Linked DNA regions of Mus musculus: all the other regions are linked to region 2. A link is a contact called in public HiChIP or PLAC-seq and promoter capture Hi-C data. All regions are on one chromosome and are shown on one strand. Each heading gives the region's core, a stretch centred on a gene start, on an enhancer-like site or on the middle of the called end of the contact. The rest is flanking DNA. Distances are from core to core; before and after follow the strand shown. Region 1 overlaps Zfhx3 (zinc finger homeobox 3). Region 2 holds the start of Psmd7 (proteasome (prosome, macropain) 26S subunit, non-ATPase, 7). Region 3 holds the start of Zfp90 (zinc finger protein 90). Region 4 holds the start of D030068K23Rik (RIKEN cDNA D030068K23 gene). Region 5 overlaps Zfhx3 (zinc finger homeobox 3).

Region 1 (2,700 bases), core at 104-2,603, 1.1 Mb after region 2:
AGTGGTAGCCGCGGCCTCTTCCTCATCCTACTAGGACATTTTCATTTGATGTGCTTGGGTGTTTTGCTTGCATGTTTGTGTATGTGCACCATGTGTGTGCCCAGTGCTTGCAGAGGCTAGAAAAGGGTGTGTTTGATCCCGTGGAACTGGCATAACAGACCATGGTGAGCTACCATGTTGGTAGTAGGAGTTGAACCCAGGTCCTCTACAAGAGAAGCAAATGCTCTTTGACCGCTGAGCCATCTCTCCAGGCCCCACAATGCAGTTCTTCGTAAGGTAGAGAGCAGTGAGAACTGTCGGTCAGATCTGCTGTGGGGAGCTTGTGTTCTGAGGAGTATGCTTTGCCCAGAGTGGAGTTTGGTGCTTCTGTGTCTACACTGCTGACACCCCCACCCTAGTCCTTAGTGGGTCCCTGTGGTAAGATCCGCGAGGTGTTCCTTGTCCTCATCTGTGAGTGTCAGCTCACTCATCCATTTCCACCACTTGGCCCATCTAAGCCCCCCCTGGGAGGTTGGTGGGCTGTGTGCCTTTGGTAGAGCAAGAAGTGGGTGTTAGTAGGTTGGTGTTTTAAAGTAGGGTGGTATCTAATTCCTTTAACAGGCTGGCCTCCTGGGCAGGCAGGGGAGAGAAAAAAAAAAAAAAAAAAGGAATAAAACCCTGGAGCTGGCCTGTGCTGGGGACAGAGCATCGCAGCTGTCTGACCCCGGGTGAAAAGTTCAAATCTGCATTTAAAAGGAGTGTCATGACCCCCAACCCCTTCTCCTAGTCAAGTTGAAACTGTTCACTAGGATATGAACCAGCTTTGCATTAGGACATCAAATAGATTCAGCTCCCTTGGCCAAGATCTGATGATGCTGGGGGGGGGGGTAGGGGTGGGGAGAGGCTTTTAGTTTTGGGAAGGGGGGAGTCCCTTTTGAGATGGAGTTTTTGAACAGCAATCGTCTTTGAGGACCGGAAAGTAGGGGGGGAATTTCTTCCTAGGTCAGACCCTAAAAGTCCTTAGCAAGTTTCTTCGAGGCTGTTCTGGGCTCTGTAGGATCCTAGGAGGTGGGGAGGGGAAGCACCTGTGCCCCCCCCCTTTGCATGGAGGCGATGGGCAGGATAGGCGGAGGACTTGCCCCCACCCCCCACCCCTTATCCTTTGATGAGAAACTGGAATGTGGTAGGAAGACAGCCATGGTGGCGCTCGCTGCCTTGGGGGCCTGAAAAGCTGACTGGCCCCTTCTGCCCAGAGGGGCCTGCACCGCGCCCGATTTGTATACGTGGACATTAGGTGAAAGTAAACAGTTCCAACCTCTCCGATTTTACCCCCCTAAAGGGGCTGATTGTGAATACAGATGGGTATTAGGCCCCTGTGGTTTCAATGGCTTCCCTCCACCCCCTTCCTGGTGCTAACTAGCAGGTCTTTAACCTGCCCTAGGAGGAGGAAGAGAGAGTCATTTGCAAGCTTGGATACTTCTTTTCCTTTTCTTTTGCTGAGGCCTTCCCCCATCCCCCAACCCCACACTGCAAGGGGAAGTTGCCTGATTTGCTTTCTTGTTTTCTGGAGGAAGAGAAGTTTGCTAGGTCCCAGGTGCACTTGGAACGCTGGAAACTGGGTTAAGGTGACCCTTTAGTTCTGCCAAACGGTAGCACACACCCTAGTTTCCTTCTTTCCCAGTCTGGTTTTGGTTTTTTGTTTGTTTGTCTGTCTGGTTTTGGTGTTTGTTTGTTTGTTTGTTTGTTTTGGAAAGGGACTTGGCCTTTGGAGCCTTCAGAGCACATTATGGAGTAAGACTCATCTTTTCCAGAAGGGGTATCTGTTTGGTTGTTTAACAACACATTTGCCTCCTCTTTAGAAGATCTTAGCCATGCACAAAGTCTCGAGGACTGTGTCAGGCCACACACTTGGCCCAGAGGCTTCTGGGCTGTATTTCTTCTGTCTGGCATCCTTCTAGAACCTGCATGCCTCCCCTCCTGCCGAACTCCACGGCCTATCCTCAGATCCCGGAAGGGTCACCCTTCCTTCCCACCACAGGGCCGTTTTGACCTATGGAGGAAGGAACAGATCATAACCTCCCCCCACCCCCCAAATGTATGATGATTGGGGTTCTGGTTCATGTGTTCGAGGCCTGGGCACTTCTGTTCCTTGTGGTGGCTCTGAGTCCAGTCATGCCATCACAGGGGCATTTTAATTAGCAGTGCCTTAGTCATTAGTGAGTTATTGTTTTTGTCTGGAAATACTTAAGTACTGTTTATTCGATGTCTCAACGAGATGCAAAACAGCAATTAAGCAGAAATTTGTTGTATGAGGCAGGGACCGAAGTGGATCGTCACAAGCCAGTTGTGGTTCCTTCAAACCAAGGAAAATTGCTTTTCCCCTTTGGCCTCCTGATCATTGGAGTGCTCCAGATCCTGTTTCGTCCCTGACCTGCACCCCAGAGTTACTGGGCAGAAGTACTTGGGAACCTCCCTCCAAGTCTCTCTGGCATGGACAGAGTTTAGGTTTGAGTGTTCCTGTTCACATTTCTTCCCTTAAGTTTTTTCTTAGTGACCCGGGGAGTTTCGAAACCCCTTCAGATGAAGATTAACTGTTTGTGATAACTTTTGCATACCCTTCTGTGATGATTTATAGAACCGTGTGCCCTTGTTGGTCTTGCAGAGTCTTTGTGTCTGTTTAGCAACATGGGGCAGTAGGATACGTATCTCTTTGACATATAA
Region 2 (2,700 bases), core at 190-2,689:
TTTTGTTTTTTTTTGTTTGTTTGTTTTGTTTTTGTTTTTTTTTTTTTCCGAGACAGGGTTTCTCTGTGTAGTCTTGGCTGTCCTGGAACTCACTTTGTAGACCAGGCTGGCCTCGAACTCAGAAATCCGCCTGCCTCTGCCTCCGGGGTGCTGGGATTAAAGGCATGCGCCATCACGCCCAGCAAGAATTGTTTTCTTTAGCCACTAACAAACTGCATATTTGGAAACAACTTAATTCTATGCTAAGGAAACACACAAGCCACAGTGAAAGTAACATTACACCTCTCTAACCCACTAAAACTACTTCAAACAACGAGTTTCCACATGCCAAAGGAAACTTCATCCACGAGTCTTTAAAGCCCCTCCATCTGTTCCTTGATACAACTACCAACAGTGTCTGCACCCCCCCCCCCCATTCTTACCAATTGTTAAAATAAAGCTTAAACAGTGTTCACCCCATCAGGGCCCCTAGTATCCCAGGCATTCCGAACAATACAACTGAATTCAGACTCAAAAGGCTCCGTCTTGAGGTTTTTTTTTTTTTTTTTTTTTTTTGGCTCTGGTTGAGTTAGCTGCACAAAGCCTGCTTCAGACCAGGCACTAGCGCCGACTTGACTGCAAGTAGACTCCCTACTGGACCTTCATATTTGTTAACTCCTCACACTAATTATCTTGTAAAACTTCCGAACACGTGCAACAGGTCTGGCCGGATGAACGGCTGGAGCAGGCAAGGGTGGCAGTGAGCTACCCAAGGGAACTGTAGGCTGGCCCCAATCTGCACCTGCCTCGTTTTTAGAGGAACAAGCCGACACCTTATTCATTCCCATTTTAAAGGTACCATTCGACCAGAATCCCAAATCGAAACTTGGCTATGATCCCTGCCTCATCCAGAAAATCGTTCATCGGGGACTCCGAGACCGGGGTTTCAGTGACAGCTTTTACAGGCACGGGCACACGAGACTGAAGCTCGGTCTTAAACGGCGCCCAGCCGTTCTGGGAAAAGGCGCGGCCTCGGCGGGTAGCATCGTTCCGGCTCCGGGGCCTCGCCAGGCGGGCCAGACTCAGGAGTGGCGGCCTCGGTGGGGGTGCGAGGCTGTCAATGGGTACCGAGCACCGCGGTGTGGAGCCGCTGGGGTCGCTTGTCCCAACCCGTGTCCCCGGCCGCCGCGTTTGTGCCCGGCGCGCCCGTGACTCAGCAGCCCTGCGCCGTGTGGCCGCCACGCGCCACCCGCTCACCGGTTGAAATGATCCACCACACTGAGCAGCACCAGGGGGTGAACCACCACCTTCTGCACCGCCAGCTCCGGCATCGCGACACAGCCCGACCACCGGCCCGGCTCCCTGCAACCCGCAAACACCAGCAACCGCAGCGACACAGGCCGCTCCTCCAGGCCCCAGCACCTCCCCTTCCGGTTTGACCGCCGCTGCACAGTCGACTTCCGCTCCCAGAGCGCTTTGCGCTCGTGCCCGCCCTGTCGCCAGGGGCGCCATCTTGAGAAAGGGAAAGAACCGCCTTGCCTTCTGTGGGACTTAGGCTATTGACGAAGCTTGGCATTGAGCCTTTCCCTAGGTTTTTGTTTTTGTTTTTGTTTTCGTTTTTGTTTTTCCTCAGTTGTTTGCCAGCTCACCATTTCTCCTCCTTGGAAGGTTGTAGAAAAAGGCAGATAAACATAAGTAGTAACAGCGTGTACTTCTACTAATCAAATAATTAACGACATATATTTAACTTTCTTTTTTTTTTTTCAAAGATTTACTTATCTATTATATGTAAGTACACTGTAGCTGTCTTCAGACACACCAGAAGAGGGAGTCAGATCTCGCTACGGATGGTTGTGAGCCACCATGTGGTTGCTGGGATCCGAACTCTGGACCTTCGGAAGAGCAGTCAGGTGCTCCTACCCACTGAGCCATCTCACCAGCCCTTAACTTTCACTTAACACTTTAAGTCAGCACTGTTTCAAAATTTCCCAGAGGAGTTTCATTTGTTTGTTTGTTTGTTTTTGGGTTTTGGTTTTTGTTTTGTTTTGCTTCTTTTTTTTTTTTTTTTTTTTTTTTTGAGACGGTGTTTCTTTATGTAACAGCCCTGGCTGTCCTGGAACTCACGTTGTAGACCTGACTGGCCTCTACCTGCCTCTGTTCCCTGAGTGCTGGAGTTAAAGTCATATGCCATCACACCTGGTTTTTATTTATTTATTTTTAATGTTTTATTTCATTGCTTTTGAAGTTGGGCCTTCTATGACATTGACTAGCATGGAAATTGTTGTATAGTCCAGGGTGGTCCCCTGTCTCTACCTCCTCCTAAGTACAAGGGTGACAGCATATGCGACCACACGTGGTTTAGAGATGCTCTCGGTCTCTAACACCAAGGGCACACTTTGGGTGTATGACTGGATACTTTATCTATAGTTTTTATTTCTGGGAATTTTCCTTAATGCTCACTGTGACATAATGAGTGCAACAACATTCAGGTTTTGTTAATCCCAAAGATTTGGGGAGAAAGGCCACCAACCCAAAACACCATGGCTAAATTAATTAAAATTAATTAATTAAAGCAAGCATTTTTATTTATTCAATTTAATTTAGTTTTTATAGGGGTCCCCAATTTCAATTCAATGCTTGGGTGTAAGTATCTGTCTGTCTAAGTCAACTGCTGGTAGGGCCTCTTAGAGGACAGCCATGCCAGTCTCCCGTCTGTAAGCA
Region 3 (2,700 bases), core at 193-2,692, 1.2 Mb before region 2:
ATCTGTGAGCTGTGTGGCTGCCAGCGCTGGGGAACGAGCTGTAGTGCCTGGTGCCGAGCCTTACCCTAGCCTGTGTTTTGTGCTTCTTACTGAAAGTTCTGCCTTAGGAATCCTTCTAGGGTCTCTTAAACTTCTGTTTTGTGCGTATCTGTCTGCTACTGTTGTCTAGTGTGGAAAGTATTTGCAGAGTTTCCAAGGGGTTTGTTGTTATTTATACTTTCTCCGCCCCCGCATCCCAGCAAAAATCCACAGAACACTGTGATAAAAAGACAAATAGTAACAGGTGTGGGTAGGAATGTTGAAATCTATATGCTGTTAGTTTAAAAAAAAAAAAGATGGAAGTGATACAGCCTCTTTAGAAAACATTCACAGTTCCTTCAAATGCTAAACATGGTGCTACCAAATCTCTATAATTCAACTTCTCTGTATCTACCCCAGATCAATGAAACTGCACCCCCATAAACGTGTGTACACACATATCCTCTGTAATGTTGCTTTGAAGATAAAAGCATAAAATCTCACAGTGTGAACAACGCAGACGCTACCAACTGATGAATGAATGTGGTACACTCGGGCAATCAGATCTTTCATTCAGCATTAAAAAAGAATGGGATAGAGACTCCTGTGATGTGAATGAACTCAGAACCACTGTAATAACTGAAAGAAGCCAATCATAAAACTTCATATTGCCTGATCTTATGAGATACCCAGAAGAGACAGATTTGTCACAAAGACAGCACAGGTCAGTGGTTGCCCGGGATCGAGAGGAGGTGGGTTAGGACGAGGGGACGGTTATTAATGTACATGATTTTTTTTCTTTTGTGGCTAATTAAAATGTTCAAAGAGGAGACTACAACGATGGTTGTGCAACTCTTTTTATGTACTAAAGTCTATTGAATTATACACTTTAGTCATTCGTGCATGCATTGTTTATTTATTTTGGCTTGTAAGACCAGGTCTCTTGTAGCCCAGGCTGGTCTTGAACCACAGTTTAGGATAACCTTGAACTCCCGATCCTTAGCCACTTGTGTGCTAAGAGAATTGAGAATTGAGTCTACAGAGTGAGTTTCTGGACATCCTGAGCTACACAGAGGGAGAAAGAGGGAGGGGGGAGGGAAAGGGAACGGGATGGGAGGTGGAGGAGAAGGAGAAAAGAAAAGAAGGAGCGGTGAGAATTTCTAGAAGCTCCAACACACACACACACACACACACACACACACACACACACACACACACACACACGACAAAAACTTTGAACCTTTCCAGCAGCTCCAGAAAACACACATACCAAAGAAAAACTTTGAACCTAACCTGCCCGCCTTCTTGTGCTCTTACTGCAGCCCCCCACTAGGAGGCAGGACCTCTGCAGGGCGGGCACGCGAGGATAGCTGGGAATCGTAGTTTCTGCACCCGTGGATGGGCAGGCGCGAGGATCATTGTGCGCAGTCGCACTCGTGGCTCTGCGCCCGCCGCTGTGGCCATTGTCCGACCCTGTTGTTGCAGAGCAGTACTGCCGGGAACAAGAAACTGCAGCGGGCGCTAGAGGGGCGGACCTGAGGTCGCGGATTCCGAAGCCCCGGAGGCAGATTCCGAGTGCAGTGGGTAGGAGGCTGTCCTCCGGGCCTCGCCGACCATCCTGCGGACGGACTGGGCGTGGCCGGAGGAACTGTCCCGAAGCTGTGGGGCCTTTCATTTGGCCTTGGGAAGAGCAGCAGGAGAAGGCGGGGCTCCTCCCCACGTTTCGGCCGAAGTGGCTGCAGAGCTGAAGGGGTGGGGCCTCGGGGTAGCCCGGTGAGTGGATCCTGTCCTCTCTCCTCAGCCCTGGACCATAGCCAGCACACACTGAGGCAGGAATGGCCCCGAGACCTCCGACGGCCAAGCCCCAGGTGAGCCGAGCCTTCCCCCACCGCCCGGAGCATCCCACCCTGAGAGGCCCCCGGAGTCTGTATGGAACAGTTATTGGTATAGGTATAGAGAGTCTTAGTTTGGATCGCTTTGAGTCTCCTCCTCTGGAGAAAACCCCTCCCAAAGTGCCCAGCCCTGGGCAGAGCAGGATTTCTGAAAGGATGGAGTTAAAGAGGAGACTAGGGAAGTGCGATCTTGTGAGAGGAAGTGTTCTGGGGGTGTCAGCACTGAGACTTTATTGCAGTGTGCACTTCTTAGAACTCTTCAGTGAGGAATGGAGGATAGAGGGACAAAATAGAAAAGCCCCCTGCTTCCCATCCAAAGGCCATAAAGAGATAGTAGGGGGGCAGAAGAGACCTATTAGAATAAGAGGCCGGTGAAGGTTGGGCGCTGAGTCGGAGACCACCATTACAGCCAAACCTGGTCAGACAAGCTCCAGCTTTTCTTGCCCCCCCCCCCGCCCCACTCGTTTTATTTTCCTTTCTTTCTTTCCCCATTAACAAATGTATAATAGTGCGCACCCTCCATAGCCCCGGCTTCAGGTTAATTAGTAAGAGACAGATTTATCAACCCACTTTTTAGTTGTAGCAAAAGGGGCATTTTCTGGACATAAGCTCTGAGGCTGTCCGTTTTACTTTGATGAGAACATAATCTGAACTCTCTTTGGAGTTGAAGGTAAGAACTAGGACTATAGCTCAGTGGTAGATCACTTGCCTAGTATGTGTGAGGTCCTAGGTTCAATTCCCAGCACCTCCTGGAAAATGATAAGGATGGGCTGGAGAGATGGCGCTCCAG
Region 4 (2,700 bases), core at 180-2,679, 1.5 Mb after region 2:
TGCCTGTTTTAATACTGGCATCCAAAGATGCTTTCATTCACCATGAAGTACTCTGGGACTTCTGCTGAGCTGTTGCATCTTCAAATGGCCTGTGTAGGCAGGAAGCGGCTTCCAGAACATTCTGTCTCGAATTCTTGGACATTTCATAATCTCCTGCCTATTTATCAAATCGCATCACATTATACAGCTCTAATAATGCAGGTGTCCTGTGTTTTAAGTGCCTCTCCTTAAGAATGTATTACTCAGTTCATTAATGTTTCATCCCTAAGCATTGTAACATACTTAATTTTTTATTTTGTGAAATTTCAAGTCTTCAGGTTGAGAGGAAATTATTCAATGTCATCTAAGCTATTTCTGAAAGTGCTTGTCAGCAAAGAGTTTTGAAGAATTTTTGGAAAGGAGTTGTGAGAAACTTAAAGACATAAATCTAACGTTTTCTTGAACACATCCTTCCATTTTAAATTTGGAGCAGAAATTCTTCTGGAGAAGAATTAAGTGGAGCACACAGTTTCTCTTAGCTTTCTGGATGACAAGAAATTAACAGTGACTTTCATGATTTGTTTCAGGATGTTCTTTTAAAACCAAGATTTTATTGCAACAGCACAAAGTGTCTGTCTCTCAAACGCTTCTGGAAAACCCCATCACTTTAAAAAAAAGTTTCCTTTCTTTCGTATAAGTGATAAACTTGATAGACAATTAACTACCTGATAATATTCACCTGAAACAGAGGAGAACCGGGGAGACTCAGCTGAATCGGTTTGATTCTGGAAATGGTTTGGCTCAAACCACCAGTAGATCTTTCCATTAGAGACAAAAAAAAAAAAAAAAAAAATTAAGCCCCAGAACCTTTGAGTGTTACAGAAAATATAAACAATCTAACTCTTTGTCCCTTAGTCAGACAGAATTCTGGGATTAGAAAGAACTGCAATTTAGTGGGGCCTGGTGGCCCTCGTCGTTGAGGAGTCTCAAGTAGTTGGAGAAAACCTCATGTCTCTGGAACGCAGATGGCACCCGATATTTAATGGCAGAAAAATGGACTGCAGCTAAACAGCAAAAATAAACATTGTTCCGTAAGCTACGGGAAGTTCACAGATTCATCCGTTCTTTCAAGTTTGTGTGTTTGACAAAGTGGATCACTGACTTTCGTAACCTTCTATAAAGGTATATGGCCATATGCTTACCTTAGGGAAACCCTTCGCAGAGTCTTACTACACAGGTAACTAGTCTGGTGAGAGAGGAGAAAGGAGGCGAACTCCTGCTGTTCCTAGCTCAGTCTCAGGGTTACCTTCAAGACCCCAGAGGCCAAAGGCTAGAAACTTAGTTCATCACCAGCCAGCCAGAAATCAACTCAATAGGCCCGCCCACCTTAGCCACGCCCCCCACGTCTGGCCCAAGCTGAGCTTCCATTGGCTCATCTGTCTTTCACTCCAGAGCGTCCGGGACAAGCGCTCTGTTTTGAATCTTTGGCATCTTCAGGGATGGATGGAATCCTACAACTGAGGGAGACTGCGGTCTTGGGCGTGAGCAAGTGAGGAAAAGCGTGCTGGAGCGACCAGCAGCAAACCTCCTCAGAGAGGTGACGCCAGCTTCTTGGTTTTCACCTTAGGTCTGTTCCTCCAAGCCGGGGTGCCTTTCCCTCATTTACGCTCCTGAGGGATGCTCTGCTTGTAACCTTCCGCAGGGTTCCCGCGCGCGCTCCACACCTTTCCCAGTTGTGGTTTACACCCCACTGACTTCTCTCATCACATCCGTGTCTCCATCACCATCAGATACTTTTCTCAGTGCGTCTGAAAATGATGGGAAAGGCTCTCAAGCAGCCTAACGAGCACACTACCACCAGCACCCTTCACAAACTGAGCCCAGAACTTTCTTGAAGAAAGGATGCTGCTGGTCTCCCAGACCTTCCTGCTCAAAACCATAAGTTGGAAACACTCTGCAACGTGCTGCAAAATGTAAGTTAATCCTTTGAAAACGCAATTATTTTGTTCTTGGGCAAACCCTAGTGATACATAAGTCTATTTGGGTTATGAAGACTTAGAATTTGGAAAGACTAAATATCTCTTGGAAACCGCCTCTGATCCTTGACCTGATGCATAAAATTAGTGACTTATTGGAACCTCACTACTAACCTGTAGCTTCTCAGTGTATTATTACGCCCCTCCCCCAACCTAAATATTTAATTTCCCTTGAAATCAGGAGATTTGAGATATATCATTAAGAGCTCTCATCAGATTCCCTCCTTGGGGATCCCCAATTTGATTATTCAATGTGAGTACCTAAACAGATTCTTAAATATTATTTTTGTAAGTGGAGGAGATCACAGTCCCCCTTACAAACCAGGAAAAAAAAAAGGTGGAGGTTTTCTTGAGAATATGGCACATACAAAGAAAACGTGTCACTTTTAAAAGTTGACTCATCTGTAACTATACTCATCTGTAAACTATGGATTCCCTAGGGCTCTAAAAATATTATTGTATATATATTTTAAGTAGAAATAATTAAGCACAAAACCCAACTAGATGCTTTTCTTTTATAAAATGGCTGCTGCTTTATGCATGTTGGGAAAAATGGCTTCCTTTTTTTTTTAATTGGCTTTAAAATTGTTTTGTTGCCATTTATAAGTAAAGTTCTGTTGGTATTTACTGTCACAGTATTTAGTTTATTATCTAGGACTGCTTCTGCACCTGACAGACACCATCT
Region 5 (2,700 bases), core at 119-2,618, 1.3 Mb after region 2:
GCTTGCTTGCAATTTATTTATTTATCTATATATGTATGTATTGTGTATGTATGTATGTATGTATGTGTATATATATGCATGTATATGTGTGTGTGTATGTATGTGTGTATGCATGTATGTGTGTATGTATGTATGTGTATATATGCATGTATATATATGTGTGTATGTATGTGTGTGTATGTATGTATGTGTGTGTATGTATGTATGTATGTGTGTATGTATGTGTATATATATGCATGTATATATGTGTGTGTATGTATGTGTGTGTATGTATGTATGTATGTGTGTATGTATGTATGTGTATATATGCATGTATATATATGTGTGTGTATGTATGTGTGTGTATGTATGTATCTATGTGTGTGTATGTATGTGTGTATGTGTGTGTATGTATGTATGTGTGTGTATGTATGTATCTATGTGTGTGTATGTATGTGTGTATATATGTGTGTATGTATGTATGTGTGTATGTATGTATCTATGTGTGTGTATGTATGTGTGTATGTATGTATGTGTGTGTGTATGTATGTATGTGTATGTATGTATGTGTGTATGTATGTATGTATGTGTGTATGTATGTATGTGTGTATGTATGTATGTATGTGTGTGTATGTATGTATGTGTGTATGTATGTATGTGTGTGTGTATGTATGTATGTGTATATATGCATGTATATATGTGTGTGTGTGTATGTATGTATGTATGTATGTGTGTAATCCCAACTCGAGTGCAGTGGAAGCATTGGGCTGAATGATTAACAGCAAATCTGAGGCCAGTCTGAGACTTGGGTCAAAAAAAGAAAATTTCCCCTTCTCAGTTTGGCATGAAAACACATAAGATTAAGAGGAGTTACCCTAACTCGAAGGTCAGGGTTGGGCACCACCTCCGAGGTGGGTCCCAGCAAGGTTTTAGAGGCCCCTCCCCTGGTACCTTTTCCAAACCCAGAATTGTATGGGGTGGTCTGGGCTTTGCTGCCTGCCGCTGAGAACCGGGGCTGGGGTGGAGGCGACCTCCTTGCCCACGTCTGTCACAGCCTTGAGGAAGGGTCCCCGCCGTGCCCTGGTTAGGATGGTGAAGTATCATTTCTTGACTGCTCCGAGGGAAAACCGGTTGCAAACTGTCCACTTGAGCTTTGAGGGTGTCATGGCTGCCGTGAGTGTTGGCTGGAGGGAGAGCAACCTGTTCCCCTGAGCCAAGGACAGAATTTTCCAGATAAAACCCACAGCTGACCCACGTCTTCGGCCGTTCTGTCGACTGTCTGTAGTGGACCTTACAGAAAGCAGAACAGAAACTTGGCTCCTGGGGTGACCCCGGCCAGTTTCCGCCGCCAGCCACACAGGGCCAGAATGTGCAATTCGTGATATGCAGTGAGGAAAGCTGTCTCTTCATCCTATGCTCTGTCAGCTGAGATTATCCAACGCATAGCCCCAGGGAGGACTGTGACTAGCAAGCAGCCCCAGCTCAATGGCCAGGCTCTGGCTGGCATGGCCACCACACCTGTGAGGGGCCAGGGCACCAATGCTTCCTTCCCTGTGGGTTGCCCAAGCCTGGGCTTTGGTGAGAAAGCTTGCGTGACATTTCTGGGACCAGTAAAGACACACACTGTCTGCCAAGCCTCACAACCCCGAGCTGTCCAGACAGATTTGCAGTCTGCATCCCTCTTTTTTTCTTTTTTCTTTTTTTTTTTTCTTTTTCTTTTTTTAAAACTCATTTCTCTACCGTTATTGGTATTCAACTCTCACGGTTTTCCGGTTACAGTCAGCCTCGGCTTTCATCCATTTTAAAGAGCCTTTACCCCCTCTTGCTGTTGATGATGATGGTTTAAAGACAGATGGTGTAACTGCTTATGAATGTTCTATTTTATTTCCTCCGGACTAGACCATTCTCTCCGAGACATATATTGTTTCCACGTGCAGCCCAGACTTGCCTGCCTCCTAGCCAGTTGCCCTCTAGGCCTTGCCATGCAGAGGGCGACACCTGTAGGTCACAGATGGAACTGCAGCGGGACTCTCCTATTTGGCTAAATGAGACCTGGGTTTTTTGTTGTTGCTGTTTTAAAAAAAAGAAAAAGGAAAAAAAGAAAAAAAAAAAAAAAAGAAATAGGGGTGAGGTCACTGATCCCCTGTGAAGGAATTGTTCTTCTTTAAGCTCATATATAGTATTCTCTTAGTTTATAAGTCACAGGTGATAGAGCAAAGCCTAGAAACTCAAGAAGAATGGGTTTACTCATCTTGAAGAAAAAAACCAAAATTAATAAAATAATAATAATAACAATAATAATAATTTCCTGAAGTAAAGTAACCTCTTTTAACTTGCCCCCCCCCCCCTTCTTGAAACGTGTTAGCCTTTGCTTCCTGTTTGCATGGAGTAAGGAAGCAAGACAACACTCAGGCAGGCCCAGAGCGAAGGTTCTGGGACGAGTACCACAGCCCCTTCTTGCGATTTCCTCACGTATTCCTGCATCCGTAACCCGCCCACACACCTCTGTATCTGCCTCCTAAATAGACTTGCTTAGAAAGCTTCAAGCCATGAGCATCAGTCCCAGGTAATAGCTCCCAACTCTGCTTCGCAGCTGTGGGTGCTGGCCTTGACTTTGGTGGCCCAGTTGGGCATTTAACCTCCCTGTGCTGAGAGACACTTTGGCGCACCGTGTGGGGAACTGTCTCCTGTAAGAGCCAGACCGTTCCCATCTAAGGTGGT

What was found. Promoter capture Hi-C pulls out the DNA fragments that hold promoters and counts their contacts. HiChIP or PLAC-seq counts read pairs in DNA pulled down with a chosen protein or histone mark.
Region 1: an H3K27ac HiChIP or PLAC-seq map of embryonic stem cells shows a contact between it and region 2, with 3 times the contacts expected there. The contact joins the enhancer-like site here to the promoter of Psmd7 in region 2. A contact is called at or near these places in 9 of 39 promoter capture datasets (the 3T3-L1 cell line, the HPC-7 cell line, cranial neural crest and 4 more) and 7 of 115 datasets of contacts at active chromatin or transcription factors (embryonic hindbrain, embryonic stem cells and epiblast stem cells).
Region 3: a contact with region 2 is called in a promoter capture Hi-C map of pre-B cells, with 2.9 times the contacts expected there. The contact joins the promoter of Zfp90 here to the promoter of Psmd7 in region 2. A contact is called at or near these places in 3 of 39 promoter capture datasets (liver and pre-B cells).
Region 4: a contact with region 2 is called in a promoter capture Hi-C map of hippocampal neurons, with 9 times the contacts expected there. The contact joins the promoter of D030068K23Rik here to the promoter of Psmd7 in region 2. A contact is called at or near these places in 9 of 39 promoter capture datasets (the 3T3-L1 cell line, cranial neural crest, frontonasal cranial neural crest and 5 more), 1 of 484 Hi-C or Micro-C datasets (pancreatic cancer cells), 1 of 115 datasets of contacts at active chromatin or transcription factors (embryonic hindbrain) and 1 of 9 other capture datasets (embryonic stem cells).
Region 5: a promoter capture Hi-C map of liver shows a contact between it and region 2, with 2.8 times the contacts expected there. The contact joins the enhancer-like site here to the promoter of Psmd7 in region 2. A contact is called at or near these places in 11 of 39 promoter capture datasets (the 3T3-L1 cell line, 3T3-L1-derived adipocytes, the HPC-7 cell line and 7 more), 2 of 484 Hi-C or Micro-C datasets (nephron progenitors and uterus), 5 of 115 datasets of contacts at active chromatin or transcription factors (differentiating embryonic stem cells, embryonic hindbrain, embryonic midbrain and 2 more) and 1 of 9 other capture datasets (adipose tissue).

Annotation. Positions count from the first base shown.
Region 1 is chr8:108,728,663-108,731,362 of GRCm38.p6, forward strand. The region is part of intron 1 of Zfhx3 (zinc finger homeobox 3); the gene reads left to right. Among named protein-coding and RNA genes, the nearest start is that of Zfhx3, 15 kb to the left of the region's middle. Within about 2 kb of position 1,354, at least 38 of the 459 cell types and tissues checked have an H3K27ac peak or open chromatin away from gene starts, as enhancers often do. A contact at or near this core is called in the HPC-7 cell line, embryonic stem cells, epiblast stem cells and 1 more, where this site is marked.
Region 2 is chr8:107,587,043-107,589,742 of GRCm38.p6, forward strand. It overlaps Psmd7 (proteasome (prosome, macropain) 26S subunit, non-ATPase, 7), which reads right to left and starts at 1,440. Exons shown (of 7, transcript NM_010817.2): 1 at 1,237-1,440. The coding sequence starts at 1,310.
Region 3 is chr8:106,413,885-106,416,584 of GRCm38.p6, forward strand. It overlaps Zfp90 (zinc finger protein 90), which reads left to right and starts at 1,443. Exons shown (of 4, transcript NM_011764.4): 1 at 1,443-1,886. The coding sequence starts at 1,854.
Region 4 is chr8:109,073,793-109,076,492 of GRCm38.p6, forward strand. It overlaps D030068K23Rik (RIKEN cDNA D030068K23 gene), which reads left to right and starts at 1,430. Exons shown (of 10, transcript NR_126329.1): 1 at 1,430-1,576; 2 at 1,682-1,952.
Region 5 is chr8:108,909,758-108,912,457 of GRCm38.p6, forward strand. All of the region lies in intron 4 of Zfhx3 (zinc finger homeobox 3), which reads left to right. Among named protein-coding and RNA genes, the nearest start is that of Mir3108, 26 kb to the right of the region's middle. Within about 2 kb of position 1,369, at least 53 of the 459 cell types and tissues checked have an H3K27ac peak or open chromatin away from gene starts, as enhancers often do. A contact at or near this core is called in adipose tissue, liver and uterus, where this site is marked.